2 separate regions of the Oryctolagus cuniculus genome follow, and region 1 is linked to region 2. The links are chromatin contacts, called in public Hi-C maps. All regions are on one chromosome and are shown on one strand. The core of a region is the stretch at or near the end of the contact, and the rest is flanking DNA. Distances in the headings are between cores, read along the strand shown.

Region 1 (4,644 bases), core at 34-2,533, 490 kb before region 2:
GTGAGTTAAGCTGCTGCCTGCGGCACCAGTGTCCCGTATGAGTGCTGGTCTGAGTCCCAGTTGCTCAGCTTCCCATCGAGGTCCCTGCTAACGGGCCCGGGAAAGAGCAGCAGATGACGCAAGGGCTTGAGCCCCTGCCAGGCACATGGGAGACCCAAAGTTCCCAGCTCCTGGCTTCAGCTTGGCCCAGACCCGGCCGTTGTAACTGGGGAGTGAACCAACAAAAAGGTTGTCTCTCTCTCTCTCTTTCTCTCTCTCTCTCTTCCTGTCACTCTGCCTTTCAAATAAATAATGAATAAAATCATTAAAAAAAAGCTGCAAATCTTTTTCTGCACACATAAGTGTGAGGGCAAAAAGACAAAGAAAGGTTGGTTGAACTGGGGTGGGGCCCAGCTGTTGGCATGCTGAACCCCCCTCCCCAGCACCACAGCAGAGCCCCGTTTGTAAACCACTGGCCTAGAGGGTGCTGGGTGGGCCTCTCTAGTTCTGTCTCCATGGATGGCTCCTTTCTGGCTCCTGGGATTCCAGGTGTTACAAACTGGATCACGGCAGGTAATTGGGGAAGTCTGGGGAAGCCATGGGTGGTGGTCGAGCCTTTTTCTTTCTCTCAAAGTTGTTGTCCCCAGGTATAGAATTCCAAAAAGCTCTTCAAGACTCATTCTTACTCAAGTTTTCCCCAATAGGAAAAGGCGGAACAGTAGCCTCAGCTGAGAGCAACACGGATGCCACAAGAGGGCGCTGTAGCCCAGAGTCTGAAACCAGGATAGTGCTGGCAAGCAGGGAACCATCGCGCTTGGAGCCTCATCCGCCTTCCTTTTAAGGTCTGGGCGTGGGTGTCCGGGGACACTTAGTGCACACTGATTGCTGGCAAGTCGAGGTCCCCACGTGGCATTGTGGCCACAATGGCCTGTCCGAAGGGGCTGCTTTGTTCTCTGTCCCTGGGGTGGTGAGAGGCGATGGCAGGGAGAGCCTGGGACCCAGGAGATGGGGTTTGAGGGGCAACAGCAGATGCCACGTGCAACCTGCAAGTCTCATGTCAGGGCGCATTTTCCTGTCTTACGTATTAATCACTATTAGTGTTCCCATATTCTAGACACTGAAACATGCCTACAAGAGGAAGAAATGGAACGTTCCTGTAGGTTATGTTTTCACAGATGCTGGGTCGAGGGGTAGGTGCGGAGACAGGTGGGCTGATTTGCAATGTGCCCCACTGTGCTGGGCACATCTGTGAGCTTCTCAGGGGCAGTGAGACTCCTAGGGCTGGTCCCGGCTCTATCTGGGTCAAGTCCATGGCAAGTTCACTCAGAATCAGTCAGCAGAACAGCAGAGCTTCTGGGTGTCGGCTGGCAGCATGGCCCCAAGGGCGGAGCTGGGTGCAGGTGAGGGGCAGGGGAAGGCCCCGGGGTGGGGCGGGGAGTGAGCGCTGGTGCAGGTCAGTGAGCAAATGCTGAGGAATTCCACTGGGTGCTGGCTCTTGCTTTTCCTAAAAGGCCTCTTTGACCAAGGCTTCCTTGCTCAAATATGCCCAGCGGCTCAACCGTCTGTTGAATGCAAGCTCAGATTCAAGGCTCTCAGTGAGCTGGCTGGTCCTACTGTTTAGCTTTGCCCTCAACTCTTTCAAATCAATCCCCTAAGAGAGCCATTCTACACACACACACACACACACGTACACATGCCATATAGACATGCCAGACACATATGCCACATATACATGCCCCCACATGCACATGTATTGCACACACGACATATATATACGCCTGCCACACATATGCACATATACCCCCCCACACCATATATACATGCCCCTCCATATGCACATATACCACACACACACACACACACACAGTGTGCACCCCAGCCACCCCCCACTCTTCCCGGTGGTTCTGAGTCCTGCCCGTTCTTCAAGACCCAGGCCAGGCCTGTGGCCCTGGGGACACCCCCGGGGTGGGGCTCTTCCTGTTAAGTTCCTAAAGCTCTGATGGCTCCTTCCTTTCTCCAGGCACACTTCACACGCTTCTTGGCAGGGGTCTGCCTATCTTGTAGACTCTAACCGTAGGCACTCATTAGCGCTTGGATTGTGAACTGAGAGAAGTGTCTGGGGGAGAGCGCTGGCCCCCAGTCCCAGGCTGGGTTCTCCCCGCTGGATTCCTGCTCGGTGTGACCACGGGGGAGCAGAGGACCTGGATTGGATTACCCCAGCTGCTCACGAAGACGCTCCCACTGAGTTATGCTTTAATGTCAGGCCTGTAGCTTTTATAGCGGGTCGATAGACGAATCAGCTGCTTAAACAACAGTTTGGATCTTCCGTGAAACTGCAGTTGAAGACATCACTCACTGTGTCAGTCAGTGTCCTTTATACCAGGATTCACACGATAAATTCTGGCTTGTGTTTAGTTCCAGGGAGAAATTCTATTTCTGCAGATAAATTAGTTAGTGTGCTTCCTGCTGTCAGAAAATGAAAACTGGCGAGCTCCGGGTCCTTCTCTTCTTGCTTAGCGGCGAGGCAAGAGAGAGCCAAATTTATTGCTCCTTGTTTTGTAATTTGCTCAGCGGTGGGGTCCAAAAGCACTTACTCCTTCTCCTTCTTTTAAATGGACTTGATTTTACTGGATGCTCAGATGGCTCGTGCGAGTCTGGAAGTCATCTGGGGACGCAGCCACGTGGCCGTGGATTTGACCGGCTGGGTGCTCGTGCCAGCTGCTAGGGCGACGGGGAAGAACCTGCGCCCAGCTTTCAGGGTACCCCCACTTCAGCACGGAGAACCATTGTGCGAGGGAGTAACTACAAGGCAAGGCTGGTGCTCTGCCGGAGACGCACGGGCTAGAGGCAAAGCGGGTCTGGGGAGAAGAGCTCAGGGCAGGCCCCGTGGAGGAGGCCCAGGCTGAACCGGCTCGCGGCCCCTGCAGGAAGGGGACGGTGAGCGGAAGGACTCACGGGTCTGGATCTGAAATCTTCAAAGGGGTTTGCCACTTGCTGTGTGTGACCCCTCATCCTGGTCACACTGGAAACTCTCTGAGGGCAAGCCCTGGATCTGTGGCTCTCGGGGGACTAAGGGCAGCACAGTGCAGTGTGGTGGCCGGAGCCCAGGCTGAACCAAGTGAGACAGGTTCTCTTCACCCCTAGCTAGGTAGTGAGGCCAACAGTAGCATCTACCTCCTGGGGATCCCGCGGACATTACAGAGACACACACAGAGGACTGGGAATGAGGCCAGGTGCAGGCTACGGTGCTCACAAATGCTGGCTGGTCAGTTTTGTCGGTGTAATCAACAATCTCATGCCATTTAGGCTCGATGGTACCCACGGGGTGGTAACAGCCCAGTGGGATTCAGTAAAGCACTCCCCAACCAGCTGGCTGCCTCTAGTTAAATCAGCATGACTTGCAAATAATGCCTACTTTATGGAGAACCTTGCTGGGGTGGGTGCTGTGGCACAGCATGTTAAACCGCTGCCTGCGACACCTGCATCTCATATGAGTGCCGGTTCGAGTCCCAGCTGCTCCACCTCCGATCCAGCTCCCTGCAAGTGTGCCTGGGAAAGCAGTGGAAGATGATCCAAGTGCTTGAGTCCCTGCACCCATGCGGGAGACCCGGATGGAGTTCCAGGCTCCCAGCTTCAGCCTGGCCCAGCCCTGGCTGTGGGGGCCATGTAGGAAGCGCACCAGCAGATGGCAGCGCTCTCTCTCTAGCTCTGTCTCTCCATCCTCCTGTCACTCTGCCCTTCAAATAAATAAGTAATTCAATCTTTAAAAAAGAAAATAAATAACAGCGTTTTATTTCCCAAGACAGTCGGGAACCTCCGCTCGCTGAGGATGTCCTCAGCACTGGCCGCTGGCGCTCCTCCTGGGGGGCACCCCCACTCGCACCCTGGCGGTCTCAGTTTGGGAGCCCACCCTGCCCAGTGCTTCTCCTGCCTCATTTCCGTCCTCAGTGGTTTCCCTGTCCCCTGGATTTCCCAAAGGGTCTGGGTGTGGCAGAGGTTTGTTTCCTGATGTATTGTGGGTAGGTGGGAAAGGAGGAGAAAGCCATAATATGTATTTTCAGCCAGGCGGGGGCCCAGAACAATGCACACATGCACACACAGTATACATGTCTGTTCATGTGTGTGTACATGCATGTAACGGTCTTGAAATGGAGTTCCTGATTATATGCCAGGGGGCGTGGTGGTCAATGTTTAACAGGTGATCTCTGAAAATAAAGCCATTTTGCCAGTTTTCTTGGTGTAAATGGCTGATGGCGCGCGCACTAGCAGTGTGTGACGTCACTGACCGTGGCCATGGGGAGCACGCACAGACCACGCCACTGCAGTGTCCCCACCGCATGTACACATGATGTGAATCGCTTCGAGAGCAAAGATTACAGAAAAATGTACCAAGGTCATTAGGAAGTGACGGATTTGTGAGTATTCGTAAACTCTGTTTTAAAATATAATTAATTGCAAGCTTATATAACACAGTTCTCCTAACAAGTGTGTTTAATATACAGCTCCCCGGGCTGCTAGAAGGAGCCAGCTGGCTTCTGCACCCCTGGGTGTGACTTCCACCGACAGGCAAAGGCCTCCCCCAAAGCGGGCCCCTCACGTCATCAACTCAATCCTGGCTCCTTGGAGATGTGCCATGGCCAATTCCCTGGGGGCGTCCCCAGAGTC
Region 2 (4,764 bases), core at 1,822-4,321:
TGTGTTTGTTGGCCATTTGGATTTCCTCTTGAAAAATGCCTGTTCATGTCCTTTGCCGATTTCTTAACTGGATTGTTTGTTTTGTTGTTGAATTTCTTGAGCTCCTTATAGAGCCTAGATATTGATCCTTCTTCAGTTGCATAGCTTGTAAATATTTTCTCCCTCTCAGTGAGTTGCCTTTTCACTTTGTCGAATGTTTTCTTTGCAGTGTAGAAGCTTCTTGGCTTGATGTAATCCCATTTGTCTATTTTTGCTTTTTATTGCCTGTGTTTCTGGGGTATTTTCCAAGAAGCCTTTGCCTATACCAGTGTCTTACAGAGTTTCCTACATGTTTTCCTATAGCCATTTGATGGTATTGGGTCATAGATTTAGATCCTTGATACATTCTGAATGGATTTTTGTGTAAGGGCTCTTGCTTCATACTTCTGCATGCATAGATCCAATTTTCCCAGCACCATTGGTTGAAGAGACTGTCCTTGCTCCAGGGATTGACTTTAGCTCCTTTGTCAAAGATAAGTTATAAGTTATAGGTGTGTGGGTTGATTTCTGGAGTTTCTGTTCTGTTCCATTGGTCTACATGTCTGTTTCAGTGCCAGTAATAGGCTGTTTTGATTATAACTAGTATGTCTTGAAATCTGGGATTGTGATGCCTCCTGCTTTGTTTTTGTTGTTTAAGATTGCTTTAACTGTTAGGGGTCTCTTGTGTTTCCATGTGATTTTAAGCATTGTTTTTTTCTAGATCTGAGAAGAATGTCATTGGTATTTTGATTAGGATCACACTGACTCTGTAAATTGCTATCAGTACTATGGACATTTTGATGATATTCATCCAGTCCATGAACATGGAAGATTTTTCTGTGTGTCTGTCTTCATCTATTTACTTAATGTTTTGTAATTTTCAGTGCAGAGATCTTTCACCTCCTTGGTTAAATTAATTCCAAGTTATTTAAATTTCTTGTAGCTATTGTGAATGGGACTGATCTTAAAAGTTCATTCTCAGGCATGACATTGCCTGTGTATACAAAGGCTATGGACTTTGTGTGTTGATTTTATATCCTGAAACTTTACCAAACTCTCCTATGAGTTCCAATAGTCTCTTAGTGGAGTCTTTCATTTCTCCCTATGTATAGAATCATGTCATCTGCAAACAGGGATAATTTGACTTCCTCCTTTTTGATTTGTGCCCCTTTGAGAAAATACAGTGCAACCCCTCAACCTCTCGTTGTCAGGCCCTGTCCAGTGGGCTGGAGATTGCTCACTGCCAGGCATGTAGCTGGGGGGCCACACCTGCCTCTGTAAAGGCAGAGGTTTGTAGAAACATTGCTTTGTGTTCTTAGTTTTGCGTTCTTAGGCTCAGTAACTGTTTGCAAGGACTGACTCTGTGGGGATGTGAGTGTGTGTGTGTTTGTGTTCGTGTCTGTGTGCCTGTGTGAGCATGCACATGTGTCAGTTTAGCTTTGTGCATGTCAGTGTGCATATGTGTGACTGATGTAAATGTGAGTGCCTTGTATGCAGGCGTGTGTGTGGATATGTGAGCGTGCATGTGTATATATGAACATGTGTGTGAGTATGCACATGCATTGGCTGTGTACACTTGTGTGTATATATGTGAGTGCCTTGTTGCAGGTGTGTATATTTGTGTATGTATGTGAGTATGTGAATGTGTATATGTACATGTGTGAGTATGCACATATGTGAATTGGTTATGTGCATATGAGTCCATGTGTGAGTGCCTTGTATGCAGGTGGGTGTGAATGTATGAGTGTGTATGTGTCCATTTTATGTGTGAATATGCACACGTGTGAATTGTCTGCTTGAGCAGGTATGTGTGTGTGCATGTGTGTATGAGTGGATGTTTGAGTCGGCTGTGTGCATGAGGGTGATTGTGAGTGCATGTATCTGAGCACACACATGTGGACTGACTGTGTGCACATGTGTGCATGTTTGAGCATGTATGTGAGCATATATGGGTATGTGCATGTGTGAATTGACTGCATGTATGAGAGTGCACATGTGTGAACTGGCTTGTGTGAACACATGAGTACAGTGTACATGTCAGCAGGTGTGTGAGTATATGTGTGTATACATGTATGTGTGAGCACACATGTGAGTATGTACATGCGTGAATTGACTGCATGTGTGTGTGAGTGTGCAAACATGTGAACAGGCTGTGTGTATGTGTGCTCATGAGTGTATGTGGTTCTGTCCTGGGGGCAACGCCAGGCATCTATAGCTGGATCCATAGGGCTGGTCACAGAGGTGAAGCAAATGGAAACCTGTTTGTCTTGTCTCCTCCCGGCCTGCAGTGGGAGAGCTGTGGTGAGCAGAGCCCTGCACTAGACAGAGGCACTGCCCATACTGACGCTTCTGGACAGAGTACTATGCCCTGCAGGGCCCCTGGGAAAGTGGGGTTGGGGGAGAACTCCTGATGGCCAGCCACGTCCTAGAGGTCTGTGTTGGGCCTTCTGGGCCCCTGGGTGCACCTGCCTCAGGCCAAACCTGACCCTGCCCATCCCACACAGCTCAGAGCCCTGGAGTCCCAGCAGGGCCACTTGGCTCCGTGATCTGTCTGATGCTTACCTAGGAGCCACCCCGCTTCCCAGCTGTGGGAAGCAGATGCGCTGGGAGCACCCAGGATGGCGCAGACGCCTGGTGACTTCCTGCCGGAGCCCACAAGGCCTCACCTGGGGTCTGAGCAGCCACGGCGAGAGGTGCATTCTTGCAGGGCCTGTAAGCCCGAGAAGGCAAGAACTTGGGCCTGCACCCCAGTGGGCGGCAACTCCTCCCTGGCCATGCCCGGTCTCCTAGGCACCCCGCAGAGGAGCTGCACGTATGCACGCTTCAGTACAAGTCATCCTCTGAAACCAGGCAAATGGGGTGCTATTCCACTTCGCAGAAGAGGAGCTGAGTTTCTGGGCAGTGAGGTGGCCTACCAGGATTGCATGGCCAGCTAACAGTACACACGTGCCTGCTAGAGCCCCGTGTTCTCAGCAGTGCCACCCAGAGGGCCCCTTCCCTCTCTGCAGCTTCCACTGGATTCCCAGTGCCCTGCACCTGCTGGGCATCCACCCTTGAAGGCGACTCCCGAGTGGAGTGGAGCATGGGATCCACCAGTGGGCAGCTCTCAGAGGGCCAGGGACTGGAGCAACATCTCTGCCCTCCGCCACTCTGCCCCAAATGTCCAAGTCCTTTTTCCCTGCCTGCTTCCTGCCCTGCCTGCTGCTGTGAGCCACGAGCCCTCAGGCAGAGCCAGAGCCAGCGATTCATGAATCCTTGTCCTGTTTCCAAGAATCTCCCGAATACAAAAATTCCTCATGGAAAAGCCAAACATTCTTGGGGAAAGTGTGTGTCACCAAGAGAGCAGGATCCCTCACATTGGACAATGAGATCAGGCCGGGCCAGGAAAATAAGTAGGGACTTCAGGGCCAGATGGAAGCTGATGGGCCCTCCCTGGCGGTCCCAACCCCAGCTCCCTGCTCCTTGCGGACTATAGTGGGAAATTTGACTTCCCGGTTCATCCGAGGGCACTAAGCACGGGACGCTTCCTTTTGGATAGGGGAGGAGCAGAGAGAGGCAGACTGGGGCCATGTGTGTGCATGTGTCTGTGCATATGTGTACACCCCAGTTTTCTCACCCCTGGGCCATCTTCTGTGCAGTTACTCTTAGCATGAGCTGTTGACTTCATGAAGAGCCTCCTAGTGAATTTTTGGGCTGGGAGGGTTGTCAGGGAGTGAGTGGTGGGCGATGGACCCAGCTGCTCTTCCATCTCTGGGAAGCACCTCCTCCCAGATGGGGGCAGCTCGGCTTCCCAGAGGGTCTCGAGTATGTGTGCAGGAAAATCCGCTTTCACAGCCATGGATGCAAATTCACGGGCCAGAAACATAGAACGAGAACCAAGCAGGGACACGTGAGTGAGCAGAGTGGGCATGGAGAGGTTATAACCAAGAAAAGCATTGGAAGGATGTATAATTAGGAAAAAGCATTACCCCCTGATCATAAAAGAAATGCAGGTTTAGTGCAGAAAATACAGAGGCAGAGGACAGCAATTCAGTTAGCTGATAAGCCCGTCCCTGGGGGACTGGAAGAGGTCTAGATCTTTCTGTCCCTTCAACCCCTGCCCCCCAGCTCCCTAGCTGGCCACAAACCATGCTTGGGAACTGTGTCTTCGCACTTGAGCTACTATTTGGTGAGTGACAAGCGTCTTCTCCCTACACAGACTTCTTAAGGCAGGGTTGAGTACCTACTGTGTGTGCAGATGTCAGGCCGTTTTGTGTCTGGTTTTATACAACCAGCTGTTTAAATAAGTTGTGATGTAAGTGCGGAAAGTTGTCTTGGGGGACACTTTGTTAGACAGCTCAGAACTTAGGGAGAAGTCCCTAGAATGCTGGATGATAAGCGATGGAAGATCCCTTAAATGATGGGGATGAAGGGATTCTAAGTTCAGCCTCCTCCTCCTGCAGGGGCTGTGAGCAGGGACTAGCAAGCTCCTGGGTTTGACCTTGGCGGGGTTTCCCTGGCCATGGGTAGAGCACCAATGACCTTATGAAGACTTCGAATAGAGTGGACACTCTAGTGAGCACATCACAAACAACTGATTTTTACAACTGAAATTTGGATGGTGAATTTGGCCCATTTTACAGATTTGGAGACTATAGTGTAGAACAGTTAAGACCCCTGAGCAGGAGTGGGCACTTGATGCAATGGTTAAGGTGTTGCCCGGGACACCCACATCCCTTATGGGTGTGCCTGGTCGGAGTCCAGCTC

Evidence for each region. A called contact is a pair of places that touch in the nucleus more often than the background predicts.
Region 1: a Hi-C map of an unstated tissue shows a contact between it and region 2, with 5 times the contacts expected there. The contact joins two enhancer-like sites. A contact is called at or near these places in 2 of 6 Hi-C or Micro-C datasets (skin fibroblasts and an unstated tissue).

Annotation. Positions count from the first base shown.
Region 1 is chr5:130,329,165-130,333,808 of mOryCun1.1, reverse strand. The region is part of intron 15 of KIF6 (kinesin family member 6); the gene reads right to left. Among named protein-coding and RNA genes, the nearest start is that of KCNK16, 38 kb to the left of the region's middle. Within about 2 kb of position 1,283, at least 1 of the 8 cell types and tissues checked has an H3K27ac peak or open chromatin away from gene starts, as enhancers often do.
Region 2 is chr5:129,836,933-129,841,696 of mOryCun1.1, reverse strand. The region is part of intron 1 of DAAM2 (dishevelled associated activator of morphogenesis 2); the gene reads left to right. Among named protein-coding and RNA genes, the nearest start is that of DAAM2, 25 kb to the left of the region's middle. Within about 2 kb of position 3,071, at least 2 of the 8 cell types and tissues checked have an H3K27ac peak or open chromatin away from gene starts, as enhancers often do.